Linked DNA regions of Mus musculus: region 2 is linked to region 1. The links are chromatin contacts, called in public HiChIP or PLAC-seq maps. All regions are on one chromosome and are shown on one strand. Each heading gives the region's core, a stretch centred on a gene start, on an enhancer-like site or on the middle of the called end of the contact. The rest is flanking DNA. Distances are from core to core; before and after follow the strand shown. Region 1 overlaps Kcnq1 (potassium voltage-gated channel, subfamily Q, member 1). Region 2 has its middle 22 kb from the start of Cdkn1c.

Region 1 (5,891 bases), core at 1,510-4,009:
TGTAGTGTATGTAGGGGGGCTGGGTTAGAGAGAGAGAGAAAGAGAGAGAGAGAGAGAGAGAGAGAGAGAGAGAGAGAGAGAGAGAGAGACTGAGACTGACTCTCTTAATCTTAAAGCCCAGATTCCAGGACAGGAGTGGCAAGGTGTATGGGGAGCAGGTTTTCAAGCTATCATTGTGATTTTGGAGCCTGATAGTGGGTATTCTCTGTCTCTTTAGAGGACCCATGGAAGACTTCTGAAGCCGATCACCCATGGAGCTCCTATTAAAAGAAAGGACATGCATGCCTTACACTATTGAGACAGATGTGGGTGTTCTCTGATCCGAACTTACTGCAAGGGCTGCTAGTGTTTGCCTGGCATACATGAATCCCTGGGTTCAATCTCCAGTCTGTATAAACTGTGCACAGTGTACACACCTGTGATCCTAGTGCTGGGAGATGAAGAGAGAGAGGAGCACTGGAAGGTCAAGGTTATCCTTGGCTACATAGAGTTTGAGGTCAGCCCAGGCTCCATGAGACTCTGCCCCAGCAATAGCAACAACAACAATAACAAAAATAAATAAATTAATTAATTTTAAAAAGGGGAGAAAAGAATGAATAAAACTCGAAACATGGAAACAAATGGTTAAAATATTGAGAGGGAAAAAGAAGTCTTAGCAGGAATAGAGAGGTACTCTCCTAAATAGCTGGGGAAACTCAACAGGGTGAGGGAAGACAGGGCAGCTGTGAACAGCTATGTAGAGCTGACTTCTGTTAATGAAAAGACACTATCCGTCCTGCCCCCAGTGAGGCTCTGACTGCCCCCTTTCCCCAGTGTTGCAGATACTTCATTTCCACCCCTGCCTGTCACCATGCTTCTCAGTTGCTGGCTGGTGTTTGTGACCTCCACCTAGTTTGAAATTCATGAAATAAAAAATCATAGCCCCCTGTCCTATGCAGGCACACACTTACAGAGCACCCAGGCTGCCTTCTCTCTGTCAGGCACTGGCTCACAACTGGAGGCGTCTAAGGGATAGCATGAATTTGCTTGGTTTGAATCTGCTGATGAGGCAATTCTGGGCAGGGATTTCCTGGGCTGGTCTATGTGCATATCCTGGCGCCATCTGCCCAGCCCCCTACCAGGCATTGGGAGGCCACTGAACCCCCATGTTCACCTCCTGACCTCTAGAACACCCAGGCAGGGAGGAAGGGAGTGGGCAGGGTATGAAGACCCCCACCTTGCCAGCTTGCAGCAAGCTGGGTCTCAGAGCTGGAGGCAGCTCATTAAACCACCGGAACCGCATGTAACTCTAGTCAGTACCACACAGCCCTGCACCAGCGAAACATGTAAATTAAAGTGACCACAGGGCCTGCTCTCCTCCCACTGTGGGTGGGTAGCCTTTATTCCAAGGTTGAGGCCTAGAAGCCTCCAATCTGAGGAGGATTTTTCCTAATGATAATGGGCCCAAGAATGGGCTAGCCCACTAGTGTGGGCCAAGCCTCCTTGCTTTATCCTCACTCTGCCCCATCTGCCTCCTGTTTAGACCTAGTGTCAGTAAGTGATTAGTAGGGCTTTGGGAATTTGGTTGGGGCAGAAGGTCTTGAGCCTTGACCTGGGGGCACAGTGTGCTCAAGAGGTACCTCCTGGGCAACCCGATTATACTTTTATTGTTTCCTAAGATTGTTGGACATCCCAGCTTGTTAGGAAGCTCTCAGAGACAGTCTGTCGGGATGTCCAACATCCTGTTGTGGTAGCCTCTATACCTGTAACATGATAATGTGAGGGTCAGGGATGATACCAGGGAACCCTATGTGGCTGAGCTTTGGCCTGAAGGTGGCCTCTAGATCATATAGGAAAGGGAGACATGGGCCTTAGCACCCTTTAGGAGTCTTACATGGGGCAGTATGGATTTAGAACATGATCAGGAGAAACAATTAGTCTTCAAGGCACTCCCTCTGCTTTTGGTCCCCTGTAAACTTCAGCAGTGGACACTGGGCCTCATGCCACCTGCTGAAGTAGGGTCTATGATTAGAGGACCAGGTGACAGTTGTTGCCCACTTTCAGAGCCTGGCTACCCGGTGGATGGGAAAGCTTGTCCCCATGGTGACTGAGCAAGCCTCATCGCCTCTTCTGCCCACTGTGGAGAATGGCTGCCTGGACAGCTGGCAGTTGGGATGGGTTCTCAGGGGAAAGCAACCCTGCATCTCCTAAAGTTGCCCCCAAATTGGGTCTACCCTAATAAGTGTGGACATAGCAGCTGCTGATCTGTGCCCAGTGCCATTAGGAACTGGCTATTGAAGAAGGCGTGTGTGGGACTCTGCTGCCCACTCCCAGGACTGGGGCTTCTGCCTCTAGCTCTATCTTATAGCTCACTAACTTTCATGGTGGCTGGTGGAAATGCCCTGCTTCCTGGCTGTGTTGTGCTGTGTGCCCCCAGAACCCCACCAGTAGTAGGTACCCATGACTCCTAGGACATTTGGAGAAGAGTGGACTGTTATAGAAAGGATCATGTCTCTACAGGGTCCTGGTTCTGTCTACTGCCATTAGGCCCTGACTCTGTGCCTCCTTAGAGTCTCTGAAGGCTTTGTGTCACCTGGGACTAGCTGGTGGCCTATGGGAGCTGACAATCCCCAGGGTGGGCAGTGAGCATGGCCTAAGGGTTCCAGCTGTGCCCAGCACATGTCACTGGGGGGGCCCATGGGCTCTCAGCATAGGCTGGCGGCTGGGAGCAGCTGGCCACAGGCAGGACCTGAACAAAGGGTGCTTTGAGCAGCTTACATGCCGGCACCGAGCCTCCGGCCAGCTGCCCCTCCCGAGAATGCAAGGCTGGCCCTCTCTATGGCTTATTGGGGCCCGTGTAGAGTCAGAACAGCTGGCCCCAAAGTCTGCTGGCTGTCTGTGTGCTGAGAAGGCACTGTCCTCCCACAGGAAGCCCCCTGGCTCAGGAAATGGCCATCTTACAGGTTTCCTAGTTATGAGAGGAGGGAAGGGTCTGAGCCCTAGCTTCCCAAGGCACCCCTATGCTGATTGGTAGCCTACAGGAGGCCTAGAGGTATCTAACTCTCTAGAAACTGCCCTGTCCAGTGTTTAGAGGGCCTCAGGGAGACCAGCCGGGCCCTTTGGCCTGATGGCCTGGATTTGCCGGCTCTCTTGCAGGGCCCCTATTCCCATGGGCCAACCCTTCATCTGAAATAGTTAAATCTTCCAGTCAGATTTCAAATTATTCTTTTATTAAGAAGATTATAAAATAGTAACATCAGAGACACTGAATACTCACGATAAGCATCTTTGAGCTCCCTTGATTGTTAAACAAAAAGAAACAGAGGGGGAAAAAAAATAAGTGTCTTTCATCTGAGGATCCAAGGCAGTCTGCCCTGCCCTGGCTTTGCTGTGGGCCACAGGTGGATTGTAGTAAGCTGAACCCCCACCCTTCCAGAAATGGGATTCACCAGCTGATAAAAAGAAAGAATAGATAAGACACCCACAGCCTTCAAGGAAGGGCCTCGGAGGCTGTGAACTCTGCACTGGCCTTTCCTCTGTTGACAGATAGAGCATCTCCCTTACTTGTATCTCGGCCCTTTAGGTTCACATACGGGCAGATCTCTGCTTTGCTGTGCTTACCCCCAAGCACCTGAGGCACATGTGTAGTAGGTATGCATGTGTGATAGGTGTTCCCGGCCAGTCAGAGATTCTGTCATGCCAAGCTTTTGTCTTCTGCATCCCCTGAATCACTTGGGTTCAGTTTGGGGGTACTGAGTCCACCTGTCAAATGAGAAAACTTTCAGTTCCCACTGTGAAGTTTTCAGAGGCAGCGTGTCTCTTCCCAGATGTCCCTGCCAGGATCCAGAGCCCAGGATGCCACCGAGCCTGTGCCTCAGTGAGTTCCAGCATTGCCATAGTGAGATGAGATGACAAAGGACCTAATTAGACCTTGGATGCTTCCTGTCTTTGCTCTACCACCGTCTTTCTTATCTTTACAATGGGAGCCACAGTGAGGGTCCACTTGGTCCTTTGCAGGCCGTAGATCCTGTGAGCCTTGTGACTCCATGTCATCTTCCCCCTCCTGTCTCTTTCTTCTTTTATTACAAGTATTCCCTTATTTCTCAGGTACGTGTGTGTGTGTGTGTGTGTGTGTGTGTCTGTGTGTGCACGTGGTAGTCAGAAAACAATTTGCATTGGTCAGTTTTGTTCTTCCATCGTGTGGGGTTGGGGATCAAACTTGAGCCAATAGGCTTGACAATAGCAGGTGCCTTTCCTTGCTGAGCCATCTTGTCCCCACTCCCCTTCCTGAAATATGTATGAGGTAAGGTGTCTCACCTTGGCTATGTCTGAGTGCTCAGCTGAGTGGCATGAAGCTCATTCACACTGTAGTAGTCCTTACCACGTACCTTGAGAACTTTCCATCTTCACAGATGACTCTGGTCTTGTTAAACACTCACCCCCACCCCGCCACCCCCATGCCCTGCCACCTCATCTTGCTTTGTGTCCCTGTGGCTTTGGTAACTTGGGGCCCTGCAGTTATACTATGAGGGGGATCTTTCAGGACTTTTGTCTCAACAGAAGGTTCCCAAGGTCTGTCCATGCTGTGTTGTGTTGGAGCATACATCCTTCTGAAGGAATATTATGTGCCCTCTAGTATCTGGAGCCTGTTTTCTCTGTCCTCTTGATGGACATTGCCTTTAGCTATTGTGTACTTTGCCAAAGTAAACACGGTGGACAGATAGCTTCTCAAAACCCTGCCTCTCTTTCAGGATGTAGTAGAATTGCTGGGCTCTGTGGAAGTTCTTTTTGTTTTTAGAAAAATAAATGATCTTTCTGTTTTTATTGATGTATTTCTGTGTAATGCTGGGGGTTAAACAGGGCCTCAGGCACACCAGACAAGTGCTCTACAGTTGTGGGACTGGGGATATACTTTATATACTTTATATCCCCAGTCCCACAACTGTACTTTTTTTTTTTTAAAGATAGATCCTTGTTTAGAGCAGAATTGAGTGGATGGTAACTCCATTCTTCATGACTTAGGGAACCATTGAACCATGCTTCCAGGATCATGGGTCTGGTGTCTCCCTCAGGCAGCCATGTATAATAGCCCTGCCTCTCTGCCTCCTTGGCCACTGTAGTCATTGCCTGTGTTTTGCTAGAGGGATACAGCAGCCTCTGTTTTGATTTGTATTTCCACAGTTAGTGGCATAGAATAACTGTTTCTGTGGGCATCTTTTCTCAGTTGTATGTCTTCTCCAAATTGCTGCCTATTCAGGTTCTCTACCTTTCTAAAACATTTGTCCTCCTCCTCCTCTTCCTCTCCTCCTCCCCTCCTCTTCCTCCTCCTCTCCTCCTCTTCCTCCTTCTTCGGTATTTTTATTTTAAAACAGGGTCTCATTAATCTAGGCTGGATTCAAATTTTCTACATAGCCAGGGATGACCCTGAACTTCTGATCTTCCTGTCTCTATCCTCCTAGTGCTGGGAGTCCAGGTATCTAGTACCACACCTGGTTTATACAGTTCTGAGAATATAACCCAGGGCTTCATGCATGCTAGGCAAGCACATTATCAACTGAGCCTCAGTGCCAGCAGCTTTGCTTTTTAAAATAGTTTTTAAAAAAGACTTATTTATTTATTTTATGTATGTGAGTATATTGTAGCTGTACAGATGGTTGTGAGCCTTCATGTGGTTGTTGGGAATTGAATTTTTTAGGACCCCTGCTTGTTCCAGCCAACCCCGCTCACTCCGGTCAACTCTGCTCATTTAGTCCCTGCTTGCTCCAGCCCAAAGATTTATTTCTTATTATACATAAGTACACTGTAGCTGGCTTCAGATGCACCAGAAGAGGGTGGCAGATCTCATTATGAATGGTTGTGAGCCACCATGTGGTTGCTTGGATTCGAACACAGGACCTTCGGAAGAGTGGTCA
Region 2 (5,891 bases), core at 1,166-3,665, 260 kb after region 1:
AATGTAGCTGGAGTATGCCCACATGCAGGACACCCCAGGATGTCACTCTTCATGTGCCTGTCCACCCTGTCTTTCATTGACCTAAAGCTAGCAGATCAGGCTAGGATGGCTGGGCCCTGTTTTCACCTGTCCAGTGTGGGATTACAAACTTGGGCTACCTTTTTTAAAAAAAATGGGTTCTGGGGATTGAACTCATATCTTTATGCAAATGGAGTCATCTCCCCAACCCTTGAGCGTGCCTTTTATTTGCACTTCCCCGGTAACTAGTGAAAGCAAGCAATGCTGTGTGTGTTATTAGCCATTCGTTCCTCGTCCCTTAAGCACTGAACGCTCGCTCATTCTACTAGTCTGTTCCATTGAGTGGCTTCTGCTTTCACGGTTAGCTTCTTGAGTTCTCTATAGATATCAATCCCCACAAACAGGAGAGTCTTAAACCTTGCTGTCACAGGATGCCTGGGGATGCCCCACAAGGCAGGTCCCCCGCCGCTGCCAGGACCTGCTGACTGGGCCTGTCCTGGCCATCTCACCCATGTTGACCAGGCCTGAAGCTATTTATCCCTTCATCCACCTTAGTGTCAGGTGCCACTCTCCCCACTCCCCAATCCCAGGCTGCTCTCCCAGCTCCTCAGGGGGCAGGGCTTCTCCAGCCTGTGCACACAGACTGAAAGGCCTGGGTGGGAGTTCCATGGCTCCAGGCCCAGCGTCTCTTCTCCACCTCACACTCAGCAAGCCTCAGGATGCCACCTATCGCCCCTCCCCCATCTCTGCAATGCCAAGATTACAAATATGGGCCACTATCCTAGCTTCTCCCACCCCCACCTAACATGAGTTCAAGAGATAGAACTCACATCTTCATGCAAACTAAGCCATTATCTTCCCCATCCCCACTGTGGGTTTTCTTTGCACTTCTGAACAAATCTTCAGACGTTTATAGGCCCACAGGTAGGGATGGTCCCAGACATCACTGATAAGAGAACCACAACCCCTTGGCATACCTATGGTTCAATGCCAGGCTGTGCCAGGAACTGCCACGTGCCCATATACCCTCACATCTCTGAACACCCTTGTCTAATCTCTGAGGAGACAAGTTGATAGGCAATTCTGAGTAGTGCCCGTGAAATCTTCCATCTGGTCTAGGTTTGTCCTTCCAACACTGCCTGCCAATCCTGCATCGCAGCTGGTTCTTAGTGATCACCCAGGCCCTACCTGCCTCTCTCCAGCATCCCAGGATGGAATCCAAGGTCTCATGTCTTTTCTGCTCACCCCAGGATGAGCCATGAACCCTTTTCCTCCTGTTGGCCCCCTACTTGAAAATCCTCACCACCTCTAAACTGAGCCACACATAGTCCTCGCCCAGAATTAGCACCCACAGCACTCCCATTTGCCCACGTTGGGAAACTGAGGCCCACATGCAGCCTCACACTGTTCCCTCCTCACACAGTGCAAGTCATGGGATGTGCTGTGGAAACCCCATTTAAGGATCTCCAGTGTCTGCACCACACTGTAGAAAGTCCGGGACCTTGTAAGGCCTATAAGAGACAGGAGACCCGGGGTCCTTGCAATCCTGGTCTGCACTCTGAGGCTTCCCAGATCACCTGGCAACTCCAGCACTCTGGACCTCCTTGGTGCTGAAGGCAGAAGACTCTGGCCCTTATGGCTACTTGGGCTCAGAGACTGATTGATCTGTGCAGGTGGCTATCCTGGGTGTTCCCAGCACCTCAAGTCCCAGACCAACCCCTGTAGGGCTTCTGCAGGTATTGGGGCATCTGCCACCTGAGGAACTCGCAAGGCCCTGCTGGGCTAAGGGGCCGGCCTGGCCTATGCTGGAGGCCGCGGTGCAACGTCGGGTGCAGGCGCCACACCGGGGTCACGGGCCTCGGGGTGCCGGGTCCGGCCTGGGCCGCCGGGGGCCACGGTGGGGGCGCAGGCCGGGGTCGGGGGTCCGGCGAGCTTTAATGCGCAGACAAAGCCTCATTTGCAGGTCAATGCCGCGGCACACTCGCCTCTCCCCTCGCCCGGCGCCCTTTGTCCGGCCGCGCCCGCTCCTCGCGCCAGATGGCCGCGGAAATGCTAATTTCGGGCGCCCCCCGCCCCCCCGCGTTTAATTGCGCCTCCGCAGATGGGCCGCGAGTGTGCCGGCCATGTAGATGAGCGCGGCCAGGCCAGGACGCGGGGCTAAGGGGCTGCGGGACTTCGGGAGTGGGGGAGGGGACTGGGGGAGGGGGAGGGAAAGGAGAAGGGTGGGGGAATGAAGGGGAGAGAAAGTGGGGAGGGGCTGGTGGGGGAAGGGAGGGAATGAGAGTGGGGGAGGGGCGCTGCCCCACCCCCCAGCGCGCCGCCGGGCACGGGCGAGCACCCAGCGGGCCCGGCGCGGGAAGCGGGCTTTTCTCTTTTCATTTCTCCAAAATGGGATCTTAAGTGACTCTGAATGAAAACAAATTGGCCCGCTTTCTTCTCCAAACAGACTGCGCGCGGGGCGGTGGGGGAGGCGGGCGGTGGGGACACGGGACCCCCTGCCGGGCAGGCCCTCGGCCTGCGCCCTTCGGCCCAGGCCTGACTGCCGCGGCTGCAGATGTGGGTCTCCCATACCTGGGAGCCCCCCAGGGCCCCACCTTGCAATTAAGCAGAAATTGGCCTCCGCCTCCCCCACGCCCAAACTATTTTCCAGGCTGGTTGGGCAAACACTATGTGGGTAGAAGAGATGGGGTGTCAGCCTCACCTCCTGTAGCCTTACCAAGGTGAACGACAGCAGGACTGGGCTAAGTTGCCTGAACAGAATGCACTTATGGATCGATAGGTGGGTACAGAGATGGATGGTGCCTGAGTAGGTGGGTGGATAATGGGAAGCCAGATGGATGAGTGGGTTGATGTTTAGGTAGATGGTAGATGAATATATGGACGAATGCATAAAAGAATAGATTAGTATTGAGTGAAAAAATAAATGGGTAAAATGAGTGAATGGATGGATGGATAGATGGATGAATAGATGGGTAAATAGATGGGTGGATGGATGGTGGGTAAGTGAAAGTGACTGCCAAGTGCCCTTGTGGTGTATGACCATTTGCTAGCACGATGTCAAACCAGCCTCAGAACACCATACAACCCTGATCTTCCATGGGTCAGACAGCTCCACTCCCTTTCTCAGGACATGACATTAATCCTTTAGTGGGCATGTTTCTGTCATCTGTTCAAGAAAAAGTGGATCCTAATTATTGCACTGGCCCAGTCTGAAGTCAGTTGATATGGGAGGTCTGGTCCAATTGCACCCAGAATTCAGTTTGTCTTGCAAGGCCTTCTCTCCTGGCCTGGGGCCAGGCTGAAGCTCCTGTCCCCCAGTCCCTCCTTCCTGCAGCCTGGGCTGGCTAAATCCCATCCTGCCTCCACACACCTAGCCATTAGACTCCTCTCCTCCTGCACCTCCTCCCTGCTATCCTTTGAACATCCTGGCCTGTGGTCAGGGACCTCATTCTTTGTCATACCTACCTCCCTTGGCTCCTGCCTGGAGGAGTATCCTGTCCCCAAGGACTCTGCTGACCCTCAGTGTTAACCCTAAAAGCTCCTGCCAACCGTAACACCAGGTGGGTAGGAGATAGCTCATAGAAAATGCACAGCCAAGAGACATCATGGAAGTTTTCAAGGCAAAAAAATGAAAGTTGTTTCCTGTTAGTGTAGAATTCACAGACCTCCTTTGACCTTCTGTCCAGCCCTTGCAGTCCCTTCAACAGCCAGAGGTGCCTTCTTCCTTCTGGGGGCCTATTCAGTAATGCCAGACCCCATGCCTGCCTCGTCTTGGATAGACAGCCTGGCCTGGGCCTCTATGGACACTTGTAGCTGCAATACATATAGAAAGGCAGAGCTTCTGGGAAATGTTCTCTTCCTCCTCATATTGTCACTTCTCCACAGAAGCTTCTAAACCTGCCACCTGGAAGGTGACCTTTTCCTAATACCCTTCTGGGTGGTGGGCATCTCCAATTCTGTTTGTTTGTTTGTTTGTTTGTTTGTTCATTCATTCATTCATTCATTCATTCATTCATTCATGTGTGCATACATTAGGAGTGTATATAAATGCCTACTGGGGCCAGAGGTTGTTGTCAGGTGCCTTCCTCTATCACACTCCACCTTGTCTTTTAAATATATTTACTTAAAAGAAAAAAAAAATCAGGAAAAATTCAGAACTAGACCACTGCCCTCCTAAGAGTTTTCAAGTATTAAGAAAAAAAAAACTTTTTTTTTTTGGTTGTTTGGGTTGTTGTTGCTGCTGCTACTTTATCACACAACAGTGTTGCTACCACGGAGAATTTGAAGCTACCAACACAGACTCATGAGACGAAGGGAGCTAGTGGAAACCAGAGAAGGAAAAAAAACTGAGGAGGACACAGACCAGTGAGCAGCTTTGGGAGTCACAGGTGGCTCTGACTGAGGAAGAATGCCAAGCCTAGTTTGGAGGTGGCTATCTGGTCAACCGTCTTGGCTTCGAGGGAAAAGAAGACCTGTAAGAGTGGAGGGACCTCACTGCAGCCTCCAAAGCAAATCTTTGCTTCCCATTCCTAGGAGGGTGTGTCCCCTGACTTCCACTTGGTCTCTTCTGGAGGACTTGCTGTCTGTGGTGACTTGAGAAGACAGGAGACTTTAGTGCCTAGAATAGGGACAATCCAATACTCCTAGCAACCATTATGGACATTGTTTATTTGAAAGATCATTGCTACCACATATTAGGTTTAAGGCCACTCAGATGTACAGCACCAATGTAGTACTACTGCTATGGTATTCCTCATGATACATCATGGGGAGTGGCTGGCATTGCAGGGCTTTCAGTTGCATCAGTAGAACATCTTGCATGCCAAGATGACAGAGTCAGCTGCGGTGGCTCCCTGTGTGTCTGCAGCAGTATCACTCTGCCACCCCCCATCCTGGCTCCTCCCTGCTCCCCAGGTATAAGTAACTGTGGTGTTAGGACTAGCCTCTGCATCGACCTTTCCACCTAAGACCCACCTGACTTTTAGAGGCAAAGACCTCACACAGAATTTGGAGCTCACTGATCCGCTAGACTATGTAACAAATTCACTCCACACAGCTGCCTGTCTCCACAGGCCCCAGGGCAACAAGTGCATCCCAGCAGTTCTACTGAATCTTAGATTCTAGCAGACCACCGGTTAGGTGCTTTATTGAGCCACATTTCGAATGTTCTGTTTCTAACACTCTCATATTCTGGGCCTCTTAAACATCTCATTGTGGTTAAAGATTTCCAGTTTGAACAGTTGCAGAGACTGCCGGGATATACACCTGGAATCCCAGCATTTAGGAGGCTGAGGCAAGAGGACCTTAAGCTAGAGACTGCCCTGGCCTACATAGTGAGTTCCAGGTCAGTTTTCACAACATACCAAGACCTACCCTCAAAGAGAACAAAGAGCCCAACATTTGAGAGGGAGAAGTAGGAGAATCAAGAGCTCCAGGAAACCTGGCCTTCCTCAAACCCTGCCTCACAAAAGACAAAAGAAGGGGCTTCCCTGGGGAGCCTGCAAATGTCACAGCCCTTCAGTAGAAACCAAACTTTAAACTTTGAATCTGTACAAATACTCCATTTTTATTTTCTGTAGATACTCAAGACATTGCATGAGGTGTTCCACACTTTCTTATTTTAAAAAAGAGGAGGTTTCTTAGGGGCAATGCACTCCTGGAATCCCCACCTTCAGAAGGTGAAGAAGGCAGGAGGATCAAGGAGTTTGGCCAGCCTTGGATACATAGCAAATTTGAGACCAGCCTGTGCTACATAAGACCCTATCACAAGAAAGCAAACAAGGGGTCTTTGTTAGATGGTTTCACTGGCCTGCAAGCTAAGGAGAGTGTGAGCAGCAGCTGAGTAGGTGGGGCAAGCCAAGATGGGCCAGGAT

Evidence for each region. HiChIP or PLAC-seq counts read pairs in DNA pulled down with a chosen protein or histone mark.
Region 2: a contact with region 1 is called in an H3K4me3 HiChIP or PLAC-seq map of embryonic stem cells, with 42 read pairs. The contact joins two enhancer-like sites. A contact is called at or near these places in 2 of 484 Hi-C or Micro-C datasets (bone marrow-derived macrophages and embryonic fibroblasts), 10 of 115 datasets of contacts at active chromatin or transcription factors (craniofacial prominence, embryonic basal ganglia, embryonic forebrain and 7 more) and 1 of 9 other capture datasets (embryonic stem cells).

The regions. Positions count from the first base shown.
Region 1 is chr7:143,172,077-143,177,967 of GRCm38.p6, forward strand. The region is part of intron 2 of Kcnq1 (potassium voltage-gated channel, subfamily Q, member 1); the gene reads left to right. Among named protein-coding and RNA genes, the nearest start is that of Gm28821, 34 kb to the left of the region's middle. Within about 2 kb of position 2,760, at least 29 of the 459 cell types and tissues checked have an H3K27ac peak or open chromatin away from gene starts, as enhancers often do.
Region 2 is chr7:143,435,981-143,441,871 of GRCm38.p6, forward strand. No RefSeq gene overlaps it. Among named protein-coding and RNA genes, the nearest start is that of Cdkn1c, 22 kb to the right of the region's middle. Within about 2 kb of position 2,416, at least 59 of the 459 cell types and tissues checked have an H3K27ac peak or open chromatin away from gene starts, as enhancers often do.